2 separate regions of the Zea mays genome follow, and region 1 is linked to region 2. The links are chromatin contacts, called in public Hi-C maps. All regions are on one chromosome and are shown on one strand. The core of a region is the stretch at or near the end of the contact, and the rest is flanking DNA. Distances in the headings are between cores, read along the strand shown. Region 1 holds the start of LOC100274507. Region 2 holds the start of LOC100273515.

What was found. A called contact is a pair of places that touch in the nucleus more often than the background predicts.
Region 1: a Hi-C map of leaf shows a contact between it and region 2, with 2.0 times the contacts expected there. The contact joins the promoter of LOC100274507 here to the promoter of LOC100273515 in region 2. A contact is called at or near these places in 2 of 25 Hi-C or Micro-C datasets (leaf and tassel).

The regions. Positions count from the first base shown.
Region 1 is chr2:46,603,353-46,608,075 of Zm-B73-REFERENCE-NAM-5.0, reverse strand. LOC100274507 reads left to right here and starts at 2,666. Exons shown (of 3, transcript NM_001353620.1): 1 at 2,666-3,079; 2 at 3,184-3,607; 3 at 4,104-4,542. The coding sequence starts at 2,745. The coding sequence ends at 4,334.
Region 2 is chr2:46,334,964-46,339,775 of Zm-B73-REFERENCE-NAM-5.0, reverse strand. LOC100273515 reads left to right here and starts at 2,035. Exons shown (of 6, transcript NM_001360263.1): 1 at 2,035-2,519; 2 at 2,671-2,911. The coding sequence starts at 2,818.

The DNA of each region.
Region 1 (4,723 bases), core at 1,417-3,916, 270 kb before region 2:
CGGCCGGGGAGATTTCCTCTTTGACAATTATCCAAGAAGCCAAGGCAGTAGGCTGCAAGTGGGTGTACAAGACCAAGCGTGACTCCAAAGAGAATGTAGAAAGATATAATGCTAGACTTGTGGCCAAAGGGTTCACACAGAGAGAGAAGGCATTGACTATCATGAAAACTTCTCGCCTGTCTCAACGAAAGATTCATTCTGGATCATTATGGCATTAGTGGCCCATTTTCATATAGAGCTCCATCAGATGGATGTAAAGACAATATTCCTAAATGGAGAGACAGTAGAAAACATGTTCATTGCACAAACAAAGGGTTTTGTTGTGCGCGATAAAGAACACATGAGATGTCACTTAAGGAGGTCCATTTATGGATTAAAACAAGCCTCCAGACAATGATATATCAAGTTTGATCAGACTATCAGAAAGTTTGGTTTCAAGGAAAACAAGGAAGACAATTGCATTTATGCAAAGTATATCTTCCTTGTTCTATATGTCAATGACATACTTTTAGCTAGTAGTGATAAGGATCTACTGGTGGAAACAAAAAGTTTTATTTCCTTGAATTTAGAAATGAAAGATATGGGAGAAGCCTCTTATGTTATAGAAATAGAAATTCATAGAGATAAACAAAAGGGAGTATTAGGACTCTCACCGAAGTCATACATAGAAAAGTACTAAAGAGGTACAATATGCATCAATGTAAGGCCACGTCTGCGCTAATAGTCAAGGGTGATAAGTTTGGGAATCGTTAGTGTCCCCAGAATCAATGTCAGAAAGATCAGGTGAAGTCAGTACAAAATGCTTCTACTATCAGAAGCATTATGTATGCTCAAATATATAATCGCCCTGATTTAGCATTTACTACCGGGATGTTTGGGAGATATCAGATCAACCCAGACATAGAATGCTGGAAAGCAGTTAAGAAGGCTCTAATGTACCTGCAAGGCTGCAAGGTACTAAAATGTCTCATGCTAACATACAGAAGATCTAGTTCCCTACGAATAGTTAGCTATGCAGATGCTGACTGATGAGGTTGTAAAGATACACTGAAATCTACTTCGGGGTATGTATTTACACTCTCTGGGGGAGTTATTTCTTGGAAGAGTTACAAACTGACAACGAGAGCATCATCGATAATGCACACTGAGTTTGTAGCCATGTATGAGGCAAATGGGCAAGCAATATGGATGAAGAAATTTGTACCTAGATTAAGACTGATTGATAGCATAGAAAGACCACTGAGAATTTACTGCATAATGAGCCATCAATATTTTACTCTTATAACAACAAGTCAAGTGGCGCTGCCAAGTTCATTGACATTTAGTGTTATGTTGTTGAGGAGAAGATTCATGATCAAACCATATAACTTGAGCATAACAGAATATAGCAGATGCTAGCGGATCTACTCACAAAAGACCTTCCACCCAACATGTTTAGACAACACGTAGCCGAAATGGGTTTAAGGGAGTGCCTATGATCTTGAATCATAGGGGCTACATATTGCAACCCAGTAAAGTATCTTTTCGTTCTGAAACAGGGGAGCATGTTGTATTCAATGAGTGTGGTGATACTTAACCGGTCATTATGATGCATTGGTCTCTATATATAAACTTGTCGAGGGATGGAATCTAGAAAAATTGAGTAGAATGAATATAGAGAACAAAGGAGAGATTGTTGGGTATTCTCTCTAAAGTTGGTCATTAGAGATTGGATTGGGCTTAACCCAACTAACCATCTCCTTAATCCGGTACTTGATTGGGAGGGCCCACGTTAACCTCAGTTGGAGCCCCCGGTCACACGACGCTATATAAAGGATTAAGGGATCGCAGGAAAGCCAACGTTAGTGCCTCGCCCTAAACCCTAATCTCTTTAGTAGTTAGAGAGTGGGGAGCAGGATAGGAGCGGTGGGAAGCATGTTTTTTTGGCTCGCACTTTCTAGTACAAAATAGAGACTAGATACACTCCACTCACATTATAGGGCAATTCAACTTTTTACCATTTAATTTTGTGGGAATGATTTTCGCTGGGAGCTGAACAAAGTTGTGTGAAATCTGAGAAACGCCCTCTAAAATTTGCGACAAAGCTTTTGCCTTTTCTTTAAAAAAAATTCTAGGCAAGTGAAGAAAACGAAAGTTCTCACCAAGTGGAAGTGTAAGACTACCCGTATCGCATGCCGCATGAGCTCCCCTCCCCTTGCATGCCGGCTACAGTACCTCCCCGCACGCGCATCGTTGCTCCCTACAAGGCCCCCAGGCAGTGGACCGCTTCTCTCTCCCATGTTCCTGGCGTGGCATTACTCATCCATTCTAGCACTGTTTGTTACCGTAGCCGTGGACCCGCTAGTAATTGTTAGTAGAAGAAAAATTGATATTTTATGGTTGTAATGTGGTATAGAAGAAGAAAATAGAGGAACCACTGAGGGAGATTAAAAAGTAGAGAACGTAATGTTGATGAAGTGACGCAAAAAATGATATAGGAGAAGAAATTTAGAGGTAATAGCTAGTCCGCTACAGATAGCCTAACTCGTGACGCCAAAAACTCTAATACTGCGATCGAGTCCACATCGCCTGTCCACCAGTCCAGAGTCCACCACCACGTTTGGCCGTTTGCAATAGACTAGTGCATAAATCGACCGGCACGGGCTCATCACCGCTCAAGCAGTCGCCGCACCCCCTCTCTGTCTCTCGCATCTAGTCTAGACGTTGTACTGCAGCGGCAGCGCACCACATCTGACCCTACCAACATGGCATCCGCGGGGACGACGGCGGTGGTGCCCGAGGTGGCCCTGCGGTCGGGCAACGCGAGGACGGCGATGCCGATGGTCGGCATGGGCACGGCGTCGTTCCCTCTGGTGCACGAGGCCGTCAAGGACGGCGTGCTCTCCGCCATCGAGGTGGGGTTCCGCCACTTCGACACGGCCTCCATGTACGGCACCGAGAAGCCGCTGGGCGACGCCGTGGCCGAGGCGCTCCGGCGCGGGACCCTGCGGTCCCGGGAGGATCTGTTCGTGACGTCCAAGCTGTGGTGCTCGCAGAACCACCCGGACCTCGTGCTGCCGTCCCTCCGGGAAACACTCAAGTAAGCCGCTAGTCCGTCCCTATCGCCGCTGCAGTTGTAAATGGAGCTTTCTGAAATACAAAACGATCGATCCTTGTCTCGTGCGGCTCGTGCCGTGGGAGCAGGAACCTGCAGATGGAGTACGTGGATCTGTACCTGATCCACTGGCCGGTGTGCCTGAAACCGGGGCCGCCCGAGCTCCCGACCAGGAAGGAGAACGCCGTGCCGCTGGACCTCGCGGGCGTGTGGCGCGCCATGGAGGAGTGCCAGCGGCTGGGCCTCGCCAAGGCGATCGGCGTGAGCAACTTCACCACCAGGCACCTCGACGGGGTCCTGGCCGTCGCCACGGTCCCGCCCGCGGTGAACCAGGTGGAGCTGAACCCGGCGTGGCAGCAGCGGACGCTCAGGGCGTACTGCGCCGACAGGGGCATCCACGTCGCGGCCTACTCGCCGCTGGGAGGGCAGAACTGGGACGGGCAGGGCAGCGCCGTGCTGGACTCCGAGGTGCTCGCCGCGATAGCCAAGGCGAGGGGGAAAACCGTCGCGCAGGTATGCTGCTGTTTGCCCGGCCGATGAGGTTTGGTTGATCATGTGTTTGTGTTTGCGTTGGTCTCGATCTCTTGGTGCCGTGCCGCTATGTCAAAAAAGTAGTTTCAAGGTTGTTTCTAGAAGGATATGGCACGTGGGGGCATTATTTATTATTATTACTATTATTTTGTATATTTAATCTCTTCTTCTGAACTTTCGATGACTTCATTCGAGTTTAGCGTCAACAAGACAACCCTGTTTCAGCACTAACCCACCCTGCCACCCACCTGTTTCTGGTTGTGGGACACGACAAGACGTCCCTGACGTCCTCCATTATCCCTACAATTTTAAGGGATAATTGGAACAACATTTAGATAGTCTTGTCTTAACTATTGATCCTAAACCAAACAACCTTATTTGGAACTTATTTTAGTGTCAACACAAGACAACCCTGTTTCAGCACTAACCCACCCTGCCACCCACCTGTTTCAATGGTGGCATGTCTTCCTTTGCTCAGGTGGCGTTGCGATGGATACATGAGCAGGGAGTGACATGCATCGTCAAGAGTTACAGCAAGGAGAGGCTGAGGCAGAACCTTGGGATATTCGACTGGGAGCTGACCGACGAGGAGCGGCTCAAGATCAGCCAGATCCCGCAGAGGAAGGTTGTCCAGACTAGTAGCTTGTTCTCGCAAGAGGGTGAGTTCACGGCTGTTGATCCAGCGGAACTTAATATTTTAGAGGAATAGGGGGAAAATGACCCGCCACACATACACTGCATCAGTGTTGCTGCATACAAAAGTGTATTTCGTAGACCATTTGAATAAGGCTGTTGGAAACGGTGACATCTAGTGCTGTTTGGTTTCGTTGCCGGGACGGTAACATCAACAGTTAATGCTGCAATCCATTAACGGAACGGAGGGGAATGGATAGCGCTCGTTTATGAGTGGTTTCATTACTGTATAAGGCCTTGTTCGTTTGTATCGGATTGGTGGGTCGGAACGATTCCGAGCCGGATTGCTTCTCTAATTTATATAAACTTTGATTAGTCGGAACGATTCCGGGTACAATCCGATGTAAACGAACAAGGCCTAAGACTGTTTCAGCAACATTTACTAAATTTCATTTTCTAAGGTTT
Region 2 (4,812 bases), core at 786-3,285:
ATCGAGGAGAGCGCCTCGAGAGTGCCTTCCCCCTTTAAATGAGCTCGAAACCAGAACACGGTCGACCATTTGAATATTGTTGGTTAACAATGATATGATTCGTGGGGCGTTCGACACGCTTTGACCATGGTGAGCCTCCCTCGTGCTTGGCTTTACAGGCCTTCACCGGAAGCGTCGCATCTAGCGACCTTTCTGATTTCAATCATGGGCTCTCGACACCGCTCACGCGGGTTGAGGTTGAGGGCGTTAAGGGCCTCGATGTAGTGTTGGGGCCTTCAAACAAAGTTAGTTGGCAGGGCACCACCCTGACCATGCCACTTTCTAGGCTGATGTTGATGCAGGGGTCACCACCGGCCTTTGCTCTCCTAAGCAGTGGGATCGGGCTTCCGGGGCCCTAATGGCTTCTACTTTGCCGATGAAGGAGAAGATAAGGCTCCTTAAAATGGATCACCGTTCCGGGAGGTCTGTTGTCGTCGTGGCTTGCCATCCGGAGCTTGGATGATCTCGTTGCGAAACGTGCAAGGCCCCTACCTAGCGCGCCAACTGTCGGTGTTTTGTATCTCGTTCCGACAAGTAAATTTATTTTGCGCGTTTCGGGCTCCAGAGGATGTGTGTGGAGGACACAAGATTTTATACTGGTTCGGGCAGAACATCCTTACATCAATCATTGGTGGCTTGCACTACTGGCACTATTGATGATCAAACTTGTAGTAACGGTTACAACAGTCGAGAGAGGGAGGAGAGGATCTCAGATCTCTTATCGGGGTGGAAGTGGAGCTTTAGAAGCTGAGAGGTGGAGTCCTAACTAAGGGCCTGTTTGTTTACCCCCATGGATTATATAATCTGGATTATTTTTGGAGGATTATATAATCTGGATTATATAATCTCGGTAGTCCTGTTTGTTTATCCAGATTATTTGAGTTGTTAATAGGATTCTTTTGTATGAGAAAGACAAGAATGCCCTCTATATTTGTACTAGGTTGAAACTCATATACGAAAAAAAGTTCAATTGACATTAGCAAATATTGCATTAGCAATATTATCACGGAATGCATTCATGTCACCTTCTTCATCCCCAAATTGACTAGTACTAGACGCAAAAACGATTCGGTGGATTATAATGACAATGGTGGGTAATTTCTAGGAAACTTGAAAGGGTAGTGGGGAAGTGAGAAAAAAATAATCTGAAATAAGCACCTCCTCACTTGCTTATGAATTATCATAATCCAAGGGGTTAGATTATATAATCTAGGCAAATAAGCTGGACTGTTTAGGATTATTTAATCCAGATTATATAATCTGGGGGGTAAACAAACAGGCCCTAAGTCTTGGCTTGGCGGGACTCCGACCTCTTGGTCCTCGTCGACGCTCCTCCTCGTGTGGCCAGTCATTTATAAAATTTAAATAATGCAATTGATATGGTATTATTAAAATTATATATAGAAGTCCGTATGGTACTGATGGTTGCAATGCGGTGGTGAAATAACTAGATTAAAATGACAATTTTTTTGTATGGTTAGCATCACAAATGGATTACAAAATCTTTTCTCGTAATAGTCTAACACACATTTGTACATAATTTATCGTTGTATTATATGTTTTCGTTGTAACGCATAATCACTCACCTAGTATAATTAAGAAAAAAACTGTTTTTGCATGTCTAGGTAGCAAAGCAACATAATATGACCGGTTTTATTTATGGATCCTATAAATGATATTTCATTGCCCTGTTTCAATATATGTACACATTATTATGTCAACACTGTACAAACATCTCTTTTTAAGAAAATATAATAATGTTAAGGTTTTTAAAAGAAATATAGATATAGACTATATCATCCATCTAAAACTAATAATGTACAAAAAAAAAAAGTACAACGCGTCCGCTGCCGAGACGACGAAGAGATAAACCCAAATGGAATGGACCACCAGAAACCAAACCGTCGTCAAGAGGATCGGAGGGAGGGCCGGATCGGAGGGGCGGGCGCTGGAAGCCACGGTCTGCTTTTAGGGTTTCTCTCCCCTCGCCGAGACAGACAAGTACTCCACCACACACACGCGCCCTACCCACGAAATTCACAAACCCACCGGAGGCACAGAAATTTCCCAGGCAAGGAAAAATCCCGTCCGAAATCCAGCGCTCCAAATCCGTTCGTCTCCTAGGCGCTCCCCCGAACCCGTCACGAATCCCTCAGATCCCCGCTGAAATCCCTCAATCCTCCGTGCTCGCCGCCGCCGCCTCCTCCCTGCGACAGCCGCGGCCGCGGATTTCCACCCGAGGGTTTCGTCTCGCTCTCGCTCTCTCCGCTCTACTGCCTCCACAGATTGGCGCGACCGACCCGTCATCGAGGACCTTCTTCCGCCCGAGAGGCCGGGGCTCCTCCCGCGGAAATTCACTCTCGTTCAGAGGCGGCGCTCTCCTCTTCATCGCCGCCCCCGCGCTCTGCTTGTACTGGAGTGGCGCGGGGTGGAGATCCACCCGGGCGTGGATCGATTCCTCTTCGTTTCTTCGTTCGGTGGTGAGTAACCCTAGCTTGGATTGTTCAAAGGATTTCTGGATTGTTCAAAGTATTTCCTTTGGTTTCATGTACCTACGGATTTGTTCTCGACGTGATAGTCTGCTAATACAATCTAATCCGTGCATGGCCTGATTAGTTTTTTATCCTTTAGGCGCGGAATACCAATCTATAGAAGTGCACGAGGAGTTTTTATATCCCCGATTTTTAGGGGGTTCAACTGAACTCCCATGCCCCACGCTAAGTCCGCCCCTGGTGGTGGTGGACTGAATTGGTGGACACTGTTGATTTTGTCGTGGGCATGGAGCGAAGTGAGCCCTCGTTGAAGCCAGAATGGCTGCTGCGGCCCACAGTACCTGCCACGACCCATAAGCCGGTGACTTCGCCCCGCGCAGGTGAGCTTGTCATCTAAATCCCTACTGTCTGTTTATGGCTATGGATAGCATTTGTGTGCGATTCATTGCAGTTTACATTTATGGATGTTACGTCAAGAATTTGCAACAGATAGATTTATGGTGACACTGGATAATATTAGAGTGCAGTTATCCCACTGGTGCCTAGATTTTTACATGCCAAGTGGCGCCTCTTTTGTGCATGGTAGAATCTTTTAAAGCAAGCTTTCCGTTTATGCATTGTTTTAATCTGTCATTGCGGTATATCAGCGATATTTACATGTGAAGTGTTCTACTTATTATGCTGCATGTAAATCAGGACGGTTTGTGGTGGTCCATGTTATCTCATAAGTTTTGCTAACTATGGTAACTTTTGAGGGAGCTCTTAGGGAGTCATTGCTTTGGATATCAGCCTTGCCCTGTATATTAAGAAACTGAAGTTTATCAGTTTTCTATGATAATGTAACTGTACTGACTATTATGAAGTTTGGGGTTGTTTGTAAGGAAAATTTTCTGTTTGGAGTAAATGGGGTCTTCGTATAAGCTTGGAGGTGGTTCCAAGCATTGTTTTTTTGCTTGTTTGTTAGCCCTGTTTTGGTGATGCCTTTGTGGTGCGGGTAGTGGCAAGCCATCAACCTCTACCTTGGTGTGAGCAAGGGTTAGGAACAGTTGATACACATGATTCTGCGGCTGTGAGAACACACTTGAGCTCCAACCATCAGTGGTGTAAATCACATCAGTTGCCTGCAAGATAATCATCCTGTGCTTTCTGTATTTGGGTTTTCTGCTTATATTCTTGCCTGCCATATACTCGTATCATGTAGTGCCCCATTATATATGCAACTACATTTACTCCGTGAAATCAATGTTTCATTGGGAGCTAAGAGAAGTTTTGTAGGTGGGTTAGACATGCCTGCTGAGTTTGCTCATCTACAAAAATACAGTATGGACCAGCTTAGGATGGAGGCCCTAAACGGCTTTCAATCAATCTTTAAGTGCTGTGTGTATGGGTAGAAGTCGAGCAGTGCAAGATTAGGCTGTCTCCAGCAACGACCCCTAAATTTCATCCTCTAAAGGAATATTCTCTGTCCTTTATAACACTCTAAAAGATTCCATCCTATATATTTTCATCATCTCTAGCAACATTCTCTAAATTCGGTTCTATATATCTATAGTGTTACCAAATTTCACAATATACATTGTTTTGTTAACTGGTCGCTTATAAAAAATCGAATATGCTACACTATATATTCATTTAATGGTGGAATTAGTATTCATTCATATTTAACCAAACAACCAGACATTTGTATTGAATTTTTTACTTGTCGGCCATGCAAACAAAAAACCATTAATGTGCTGTCGAAATTGAATTATGGACTAATTAAAATAATTATATTATGTAATCTACATTACTAATCCTTATTTACTGATGAAAATGTTATTCGACTATATTTTGTAAAATAAATTCGTATTACACACGTATATACATAGTTCGTGTTCGTGTCTCTATTTTCCTTCTCAAACAATTCGTCGAACGAGTGGACTGCATTGCTTGGGGAGTTGCTTTTTTGACGCCCATGGCCAAGCGCCATGGTGGTTCAAGCAACGGAGGTTTGCCGGAAGTGTGTAGAAGATGCCTAGCTGCAGCGTCAGGACGTGAGTACTGGAGGCAAGAACATAGGAGTATGTGATGTCGTCGTTGTCCGACATGGATGTCAATCCTGCCCAGCTCCTGCCCATGTCCGCCATACTAGCATTGTCGGAGTTCTTCCGCCGATGAAGTGGATGTTGCTGGCCGAGCACGCGGAGGTCGTGGTAGTGGTGAGCGCATGGATGCGGAGGCGAGCATGCGATCGCCGGCTGCAGCGCCCGCTATACCAGCATCATTGACGTTATCATGCGAC